2 separate regions of the Xenopus tropicalis genome follow, and region 1 is linked to region 2. A link is a contact called in public Hi-C data. All regions are on one chromosome and are shown on one strand. Each heading gives the region's core, a stretch centred on a gene start, on an enhancer-like site or on the middle of the called end of the contact. The rest is flanking DNA. Distances are from core to core; before and after follow the strand shown.

What was found. Hi-C and Micro-C count contacts between places; a contact is called where the count stands out from the background.
Region 1: a contact with region 2 is called in a Hi-C map of neurula embryo, with 2.2 times the contacts expected there. The contact joins the enhancer-like site here to the promoter of klf6 in region 2. A contact is called at or near these places in 3 of 5 Hi-C or Micro-C datasets (brain, neurula embryo and tailbud embryo).

The regions. Positions count from the first base shown.
Region 1 is chr6:20,741,362-20,746,667 of UCB_Xtro_10.0, forward strand. No RefSeq gene overlaps it. Among named protein-coding and RNA genes, the nearest start is that of klf6, 100 kb to the left of the region's middle. Within about 2 kb of position 2,865, at least 2 of the 11 cell types and tissues checked have an H3K27ac peak or open chromatin away from gene starts, as enhancers often do. A contact at or near this core is called in neurula embryo, where this site is marked.
Region 2 is chr6:20,642,115-20,647,441 of UCB_Xtro_10.0, forward strand. It overlaps klf6 (Kruppel-like factor 6), which reads right to left and starts at 2,145. Exons shown (of 4, transcript NM_001007505.1): 1 at 1,797-2,145. The coding sequence starts at 1,898.

The sequences.
Region 1 (5,306 bases), core at 1,615-4,114, 100 kb after region 2:
GTTGTGAAATGTGTCTCTCAGTATAAAATTTTAAATTGAGGCACCAACCTACAAAGCCTTCCATATTCCCTTTTTCAGCACACCTTACATTTTAATACATTTAAATTATTCTCTGTGTTTTATACTGTAACGGCTGTCACTATACTTCATTCTAAACTCCTTTAAAGAGCAACTAAAGCAACTTATGAACCTATGGCTTAGTATTTGAGATTTGTGTTCTATTTCCCACAGCCCTAACCTCCCTGGGTGCTACTGGTTTGCTTCCTGACTAAGCCAATCCACTATGGCAGCTCCTAGTTGGCATGCACAAGTGCTGATCCAATCTATATGGTAAGACTGGGAGACAATTTAAAGTTGGTACAAAGGTAGTAGCCATCAGCTCTATGGATTAAGCCAAAGTAACTGAAATATATTATCATTGGCAGTATTTGCAACCTCTCCCCCTTGAATTTTTTTAGCCATATCTTCCATGTAGTCTTGGTAACTCTGCTTGAAATGTAACCTTGCTCTTGAGATGTTGATAGACTACAGGTGGCCATACATGGGTCGATTTTGGCTGTGGATAATGGTCCTTTAGACTGATTCGGCAGCTTATTTTCCCATGTATGGGCAACACCATTGGACCTTCCAGACCGGCATCTGGGCTTGAATTGGCCAGATCTGGATTGGGCAGGTTTAATTTTTCTGTTGGATCGGGGACAGCATCAACGAGCTGAAATTGTCTCGTTAAGACCACCTTTAGTCTAATATCAACATCTCAAGAACAAGGTTACATTTCAAGTAGAGTAGTTAGCAAGACAAAGGGAAAGCATTACATGGAAGATATCCCTTAAAAAAATACAAGGGGGGATGCAACTACTGCTCATAATTATATGCCCACCGTTTTAATTAGTCTGATATTGCCCACTCGTAGGTGGGCATATCGTGAAAAGATCTGCTTGTTTGGCAACCTCGCTCGATCTTAAGGTGGCCACATATGTGGCGATGGTCACACGAAAGATCATACAATCAGCCACAAACCATTCAGGGCTGAAACGGCAGATAAGGAGGTAGAAACAATAGGATTTCTACCTCCTTCTGCCGATTCAGCCCTGAAGGCAGATTTTGGTCAGGCGCCTTCTATAGCGCCCAATCAAAATCTTTTAACTGGCTCGATCAGCGAGTCAACCGATATCAGCAGGTTCCTGCGATATCGGTCGACTCGCCAACTTGCCATACACGCACCGAATATCGTACGAAACGAGGTTTCTTACGATATTATCAGTGTGTGTATGGCCAGCTTTTTGTGTATGGCCACTTTAACAGTCCCAGCCCTAGTAGAGCATACAATACACAATCTAGGGTCCTTTGTTCCTATATATTCCTTATCTTTGCTCAAAACCCATCTGTCAATCTACTGTATACAAGTATAATAATCCTGTCAAGCTACCAGCATGGTGGTGGGGCTTTGGGAAACAATCAAAGGTCTAATGTAACATAGAATTTGAAAAATAAATGTACCAAAGTTTGAGAGATGGTCTGTTGAATCTCTCTTTTCTATAACATATATGCCCATTAGGTCAGGCACTATGGATAAAATTAATTAAAGTGCACAACCATGTGTGGGAACATGTGGCCTTGAGCTCTGGTTCTTTTGGTAATTATGTTTGAGTTTAAATCAAATAGGAAGGTTTAACTAATTTACTGATTTCTACTTATATTGTGCCTATAATCACAACCTAGCGCTGCTTGAGAGGCCTGGGGCTGAAACCCGCAGAGAATAGATTGTTGCATTTAGATCATTCCTGTGGCTATGAGGTGTTCACTATGAAGAATGTGTTTACATTTCCATCTTTGCAAGTTTTAATCTGTCCCACTGACCCCAGATAACTCTTCAATTACCCACGGAATAAGCTGCTGTCTTTGAACACTGAGTCTTTTGGTTGTATAAATTGCAAATGCGTCTGCAATTTTGCTATTTGTTGATTTTTAAAAAAAAATATTATTTGAAAAATGAGTAAAGATAGCGAAATGTACCACTGAATCTTATATATTTAAATAAAAATGTTAACTAATAGTTTATATTTATAAAGCTGTGCCAAAAAGTGGGAAAATACTCTGATTTATATTGTCACTTATGCAACATTACACCATACAAATCCACTTTATAATGATTTTTATGCTAACGTGTTGGCATGGGTGACATATTGCCATTGGCGGTAGCTTAATAAATTCACTGCTGTTTTTTAAACAAAATTTTACACCGCTTTTCCAGACAGAAACTCTTTCCAACCTGAATTTGTCCCATTGACTTGATTGGGTTCTGCAAGGTCTAAAAGGTGACACAAAATAATTGTGTATTTTTAGTTAGTCTGCCACAACAACAACAGCAAAACACCTCTTAGTACGCCAATTAGCTCTTTACACCATTTATTTTACAAACAAACTTTACACTGTTTTGACATAAAACATTGGGGCATATTTATTATGCTGTGTAAAAAACGGCGAGAAAATTCGCCACACATTAAAAATGGCGTAAAACGGCGTAAATTTTTACGCGTTTTTTCTTCCACCGGAACTTAGCGCGTAATATCCGGCGTTCAGACGGCGATCTTTTCCATTTATTTTACACAGCTTTTTACTCCGTTTTTTCGGCAAATTAGTTTTACACAGCATAATAAATACGCGCCATTGTGTATACCTTATAAATGCCCCTAATTATCTATAATATTCAAGGCATAACAAGAATTGTTGCATTTTATTATAACAACAACAACAACAATCCAATGCAATCGTAGCAACAACCACTCCCACTGATTTGACCTATGCCATAGAACCACACTTCTATTGTTGGCTCCCAGTAATGCCGTTTTCTAGACAAGGGATTCCCTGTCAGGGTGGAAGATTGGGGCAATTGTTGTCTTTGTCCTTAGGCTTATTGAGGGCTAATGACTGAATCATTAGGAAAGCTGGAGTCAAGCAGCAAAACCTGCAACAAGCAACAATTTAGTATTTACAAAATACCTTGTGGTATGCAACAAAACAACGTCATAGTCAAGAGAACATTTTGTTAACTCAACCTGTGTGATGCGTTTCCAAGCTGAACCCAAGCACTGCTTGTTTTGAGATGGAAAAAGAGATCTCATACAGAATATGAGCTTCTTTGTTAAAAACAACCAATACAGAACAGTTTTGCCTGAAATTCAACATCTCAACCTAGTTAAAGAAGAATAGCAAACTAAGGGCTGCCATTATCAAGCCATGCTTGAACAACAGGGTCCTAACTGGTTTCCATCATGGCAACAAGACCAATTTAAGTTTATGCTAGAGCAGGGGTACCCAACTGTTTTTACCCATGAACCATATTTAAATGTAAAAATAACTGGGTAGCAACACAAGCATGAGAAATGTACCCGGGGGTTACAAATAGGGGCTGTAATTGGCGATTTGGTAGCCCCTATATGGACTGGCAGCCTACAGGAGGCGCTGTTTTGCAGTACCTTTGGTTTTTATGCAACCAAAACTTGACCCCAAGCCAGAGATTTACAAATCAGCTCCTTTCTTGAGGCCACTGGGAGCAACATCCAAGGGGTTGGAGAGCAACATGTTGCTCCTGAGCCGCTGGTTGGGGATCACTGCACTAGAGCAACTCGTTCCTTAATCCTCACCGCCAGACGTGCAAAGCCTGAACTACCTGAAGTACAACTCTTTGCCATAACCTTGTTATATCTTGTGAAAATATTTAGCTTTTCTTTGCATTCTGTAGAGGGAGCATTTCTCTGTGTTGGGTTTTCTACTATGTTTATATAGTTTTGCTGTTTGGAGTAAAGGGACACCATTTTCAAGGAAAAAATGTTTTTTTGGATGTATGTATGTATGTGTTTTGAGTGTTTTACCATTTCATTCGAATCCCACAAGTCCTGCCATGTTAAGGTCCTAACTTGGAAAGATCCAAAATCTCTGTTAGACCACTGCAGAATGTGACACCTAATTAGAAGATAGAGCAAAATTTCTACAAAACAAAGATGTATAAATTCCATACATAATAATTTCAAATATTGTAGCTTAAGATATGTTCTCCAAATTAATTTATATTATAGTTATTATTTTTCTATGATCAGAAAATAAAAACTAATTTTCAAAGAGCCCGCTGTAGACTGATTGATTCTTATCTATAACAATTTTTGGATTTATCTTGACCTAACTCACAACAACGTAGTAGGAAAGTAGAAATTCAGTATCCCAGACTGTTTTGGAATGGCCAAACCTGACCTGAGGGCTACAACAGTAACACGTATCAATATGAATCAATATTTGCCAAATCGATTAAAGAAGCCTATAGTGTATCTACTGTAAGCTCAATATTTTTCGATTTTTCATGAGTCCTAACATGTTTCCCAGATGGAACTTGGCTATATCTGCCTCCATGTTTGAATGTATAATATAGATGAAAATTGCATCCTTTGCACTTCTTATTGGAGATAAGCTGTAATTGAGCCTAGAGATGATAAGACTATGGCATATATTTTGTGACTGCTATTCTAATGTATATAGCTGCTATTAAGTTGTCTAGACTGTTAATGCAAGATACTATGTGCAGTGCTTTAGTAATTCATGTTTCCTTTTTGGATTGGTCTAATGGAAGTACAAAGAGGTTATTACTTTTTTTTCCCAACACCTCAAGCTTTTTTTTGGCAAGCTATAGCCTTCCTTTGTACTCTCTATAGTCCTCCAGTAGTGACGCGTGGTGGAACCTACTGGACTATAAGGAATCGTGTTATATAATTTGTTCATAGGTAGCTGAAAGCAGATGGTAATGGCAAATGAATCGTCCCAACAAGATGTTTACATGTAGTGGCCCTGCAGTATGCAGTCATAGAAAGGTGCTATGCCCCCAAATTTGCAGCAACATTTCTAAGCATTTCTGGACATTATAGAGACCAGTTATTGCTTTCCAAACAACATGTTTGTGGTGGCTTTTCTTGCTACTCTTACATCTTAACCCAGGGGTCCCCAACCTTTGTTACTCATGGACTTGGACAGCAACACAAGCATCATAGAAGTTCATGGTGCCAAGAAGGGCTAAGATTGGCTATTAGGCAGCCTCTATGCACACTATCAGCTTACAGGGGCTTTATTTGGTAGGAAATCTTGTTTTTATTCAACCAAAACTTCAAGAATTTAAAAATCACTACCTGGTTTGGGGGCACTGAGAGCAACATCCATGGGGTGGGGGAGCAACATGTTGCCCCCGAGCCACTGGTTGCGTATCACTGTCTTAATCGGTTGTTCCATGAAAAGATATTGCTTGTTACAGTAGAAGGAAA
Region 2 (5,327 bases), core at 895-3,394:
TTTTTCCGCCTAGAATTAAACAACTGTTTTGCTGTTGAAGGAGAATCTGGAGGGGGGGGAAATGCATTTTATTGATCCTGAGGGAGGAGGGGGATAAAAAAAAAAAAAAAAAAAAAAAAAGCATTGATTGTGATGCTGTTAAACTTTAATATTGCAAAGAATTTAAATACCCCATTATGTTGATGAGCACAGAGACCCAGGGAAGAGCTCTGTATTAGTTTTAAAGGTCTCTGAAGGCTTCGGGAAAACATGACTTGGCTCCGAGCCAATCTCTAAAATGCCTGAAGGAAACTACTTAGATCAATTTCAATCACACTCTGAAGATCTCTGCCCTTTTGATGGAGGGGGGAATACAATTAACCAGGAATGTGAAGGTTGTAACACATTAGTGTTTGGCTCACCAAACCAAACCAACCCCCCCCCCCTTGCCTGCCCCCAAACAAACAGCCAGACATTTGATCTCTTAATTCGTTTTGTTAAAGCGTAAACATCTGTAAATGGGGGAACAAGGACAAACATAAGTCACTTCTTCTAAAATAAAAAAAGAAACAATGGGCAAATCCAATCGGCACCTTTTGACACGATGATCTCAGAATAAAGGGCTTTTATTGTTTGGGGGAAAGGAATACAATGGGGGCAGACTACAATGGATATTTTGAAAGAATAAGGGCAATTAGACGCTGTCACGTTTCATTCTCAGCAACATTCATATTCCCCCCCAATGAAATTTTCCATGTTTTCACCCAATCTTGGTTTTTGTTTTATAATAAAATAAGGTAACAATCTAAAATAGAGCAAAAAAGGGAAATAAAATGGCTGTTTGATGAGCAAGTAATGACAGGGATAAGTTGACAGACGCTGGAGGCTTGGATGACAAGACCCAGCTGTGGAGTTTGGACTGGCTGCAAGATTCATGTTGGTGCCAAAAATGGTTTGCAGGGTTAGTGAAACCCAAGCTAGGCTGGATGGGAAGGCGCTTCTAACTGTCACCGGGGGGGGGGCCTGGCTAGCAACAGTTAACGAGTCTCCTACACCGTGCAGCTCTTCCTTTTTCCTGAAATGGAACCATCACTTGTGCGTGACCATTTGAATGCCAATAGGGATGCGCAATGCGTTGGGCACCAGTCTGGTATGCATAAGGTTAAGCCGACGGGAATCCAGCTCTTGTTCTACGCAGTGGTTGCTGATTTCCCCCTGTAACTAAGGCACTGCTTTCTACATGCCCATCTGGCTGCCAACGAAGATGCCCAGGGCACTGGCCAGTCCGGTAGGTTTATGGTTAATGGTTTATGGTTAGAGCCGCAAACATTTTCAGTCTCGTTACATTGGCACATGTTGGTAAATCAGACGAGCGTACCATTCAAACTGTCAGCCTTGCACGGCTCTAAAGCAGCAGTAATAAAATATATATTTATATACATTATTATTTTTGCAGGGGCAGGCATTTAGGATAAATAGTCATATCCAAGTAGCAAAGGAAAATAAATAAATAAAAGAACTCCCAGTACCCCCGGTGAGCCTCTAGCTGTCAGTTGCAAGCTGAAGGCACAGCTGCAGGTTGGCAGTCACTAAGGCTGCACTTAGCCTTTATCTTGGTGCTTTTAGGGTTGAGATTTATAAAAAATGAGCTGAATAGATATATTTTTTTTTAATGGGGGGGGTAATAGAAATAAATGACACTTAGGCATGCAATAATAATAATAATGCAATGCACTGGCTCTAATACCCCCCTATGGAGGTGACAGTTGTGGGCAATGAATGAAACAGACACATAGGAAATAAATGTGTTGATTTACCTGTTGCCAATATTCCTCCAGGGAAGGTAAAGCAGAGAAATAGCCAGTGTCATGCACAATCTGCAGCTCCTGGAAAATGCTGCACATGGGGAGAACATCCATGGTCAACAGGAAGCGCAACTAAATCGCTACAGACAGGGAGAAATCGGGCAAACGCAAGCGACAGAGGTGAGAGATGCTCCAAACCAATAGGATCCCCCAAGGGTGGAAAAGCACAATCAATCCGTCCCGGAATGGGATGATAACTCCACAGTTTCATGCAAAGGTCATTGCATAGCAATTGAAATAATCATATAAACAGAAGCCCCACGCCGCCCAGCAGGCTGGATCCCCCCTCGGAGCAGAGGAGCTTGCTCAGTGCTGACAATATTTGCAAACACTGGAAATGTAAAACCTCTGCAAAACTTCCCTATTCAAACCTCCAAGCCTGCCTCCTCCCCCACGTGATCCTCATTACGCCGGCTCAGTCGGGGCGGCCAATCAGGCGCAGGTTGGGGTCGAAGCGCTTCTATGATGTCAGCTGCGTCCAATCGGCGAACGCGGGGCATCGGGGCATGCCTCTGGCGTGACGAAATCCGTCCGTGACAGCCGCGGTGATTGGTTCGATTCGAAAATTCAGCCCCCTCCCCTCGGGTAGCTGGTGGGACGGACCAGCTATTTTTAGATGGGTATATAAGGCAAGGACTACACGGCGGTTCGGTACAGTGCGGTCTGTGGCCGCTCGGAGCGCATGTGAGCAGTAGCACTGCTGCGCTTCTTGTAGCGCTCTCTGACTGAAATATTATTTGTACGGGCAATGATAAGCTCTTAATGTGCGTTGAAATTACAGTGTGGGCTCACTTATAGCGCTAGAGCCTATACTTGACATTAAAATAAGTTCAAAACTATCACAAGTAGTGTGTCGGTAGTTACTTTGACGCTGGCGAGAGCCATTTTATCTCGTTTATACGCATATTGGGTTCCCGAGCTGTAATTCTGTTTTGGTGTATGGGGTGCTGGTGACTGCAGCTGAAAAAGCAATAAAAAATTGTATATAAGTTCTACTCATGTGACAGGGTTTGATTTACGGGCATAGGTTATAAATTGCCTAAGTGCTGTTGCCAGTAGCAACCAGTAAGCTTCCAAAGGGCTACTACAAATAAAAATAAAACAAATATTCTGATTCCTTAGCCTTGGAGAACAGTATAGACCTGTGTGATTAGTATAGTTTGTTATGTGTGTTGACATATATAATATTTGGTTTGATTTGTATTTGTTTTATTTGCATGCCTGACTTCCTGGTCAAGAGAAGCATAATTTGCGATTATAGGCAAAATGTATGTATGTATGTATGTATGTATGTATAACTTTATTTATAAAGCGCCACAAGGGTACGCAGCGCTGTACAATCTTACAGAATACACAATTACACACAGGGAGGACAAGTGATATAATAAATAAATATATATAAATACACAGGGAGTAAGTGCCATGAGGTATGAGACACAGTAGGAAGGAGGTCCCTGCCCCGTAGAGCTTACAATCTAAGTAAAAAACAAGGTTATAAGTATCGGCTTTCTTCCAAAATGGTAAATGGATGATGGTGTTGGCTGCTGGAGGATTATGGGACATGTAGTTCAGGAACAGCTCAATGGCTACAGACAAAAGACTTGAGTATTTTTTTTCATGTAAATAATACCAATTGCTGACTTGTTTGGCTATGTTATTTACCCCCCTCTCCCTGTTTTACTAGCAGGTATCCTAGGAACTGGCTCATTATATCCGAAAACCCAGGGCAGCCCCATCTCCAGGCTTCCCTGCAATGTATGTGAAAGGTCAGTGGAAGAGAAGCAGCTTCAGACTGGCATGTTGGAGCTGTCTGTGTCAGCAACAGCACATTGCCCTTTGGCAGAGTCCATTAACCGAAAATGCAGTGACATATCCTCATTACCCCAGCCATATTCCTCTTACTGTCACTGACAGCAACTGGAATTTGCTCTTCTGCATTAGCCTATTTCCTGCAAAGCCAATGGATTCCTGGCTAGGGGCCCTATTAATCTCCATGAGGAGTGCAGCTTACCTTGTAAATGCAATGAGTATTTCAGGTACTTTTTGTTTGCTCCCATAAATAATTCAGGGTGAGTAATCATGGGGAATCCTTTCAGTTTTGCACACTTTAAACAGCCAGCCCTGGTGAATAACATTACACTTTGTAGTGGTTTAGGAAGTTCCTTTTATTTGTTTTATGATACTGTTAAAAATATACAGCTTGCACTTCAGAGAGCCTGTTCCGGCATGTATGTATATTTGTATTTATACAGTGCTTCTAGAATACATTTCAAACAATACATCAGCAGAGCCGACACGGCAAACAGAACATAAATAGTACATTTCGACAGATATAGTTAAGATTAAATGGGAAGTGTTAGATATAGATGGAGGGAGGTCTGTTCCCCATAGAGCTTACAGTCTAAGTATGGTAAGGACTGACTGTACAGTAATTTGCTGGTATCACAGCTCATTTTGCAGTACCGGCCTCGGTGGCATGCAGTGAATTAAAAAGAAATGCAAGCCTTTGCAGTGCCCACAATCCCCCCCTCTCCCTGTATCCTTTGCAAAGATTTAAAATGGAGTTTCGGTTGTTTACCACTTTTTCTGTTCAGTATCATTCACTCCAGTAGGGGGAGGAGTCGTCAGCCCGACACACTCCTCCTCCTCCTGACCCCCCCTCCTTCTCTTCTCTTTGGAAATGTACTGAAGTTTATTGCTTGAACTGCCAGGATCTCAGAAATCCTAGTTCCCCTTTTGGTCATATCTGCTGCTCTCTGAACTCCCATCCCCCTGTGTATTTTATAGGCACAGAACCACCAGTTTAATATATGTTTATAGAAGAGAAATCAACGTTTTCAGCATGTCAACATATTTATATAGTTACACACATGACTAGAAAATCTCTGCATCTAGCCTGACTAGGAGATCAAGGAGCTCCCTTGACAAAGGCGTTTGAGCCGAAACGTTGGGGTATTCTCTCATCCAGAGTATGTGCCTTCATATCCTCTTTTTTTTTTTTTCAATCAAATTGCGGGGTGGTATGTATGTACTTGTTTCTTGATGGATATATATTGTTAAAGTATAAAAACTTTTTAACGTCATGGTTTTGATGAATAAAATGTTTTTTTTTAACTATACCACCCTAAGGAAGTTTTTTCTGGTGTGCAGGGTTTATATGGGGTTTTACTGACTTAAGGAATAAACACAGTTGGCTGGTATAATTTGGTCATTCATATTGACAGCCAAAATGTACAGGTTACTACAGGTTATGTACAGTGCTGCGTATATAAAGATATACATACATACATACAGGTGCATCTTTCAGCTCTTTGGCTACATGATATGAACTTGGAGCCATTTAGAACAGGCAGGATGGTTTGAGGATCCCATATATGGGGTTCTTAACCAACATATTTGTAAATGTTCTTGTAAGCACAGTTATATTCTGGTAAAACCACATTGATTACGTGACTGATCGCCCTGGACTTCCATACACAGACC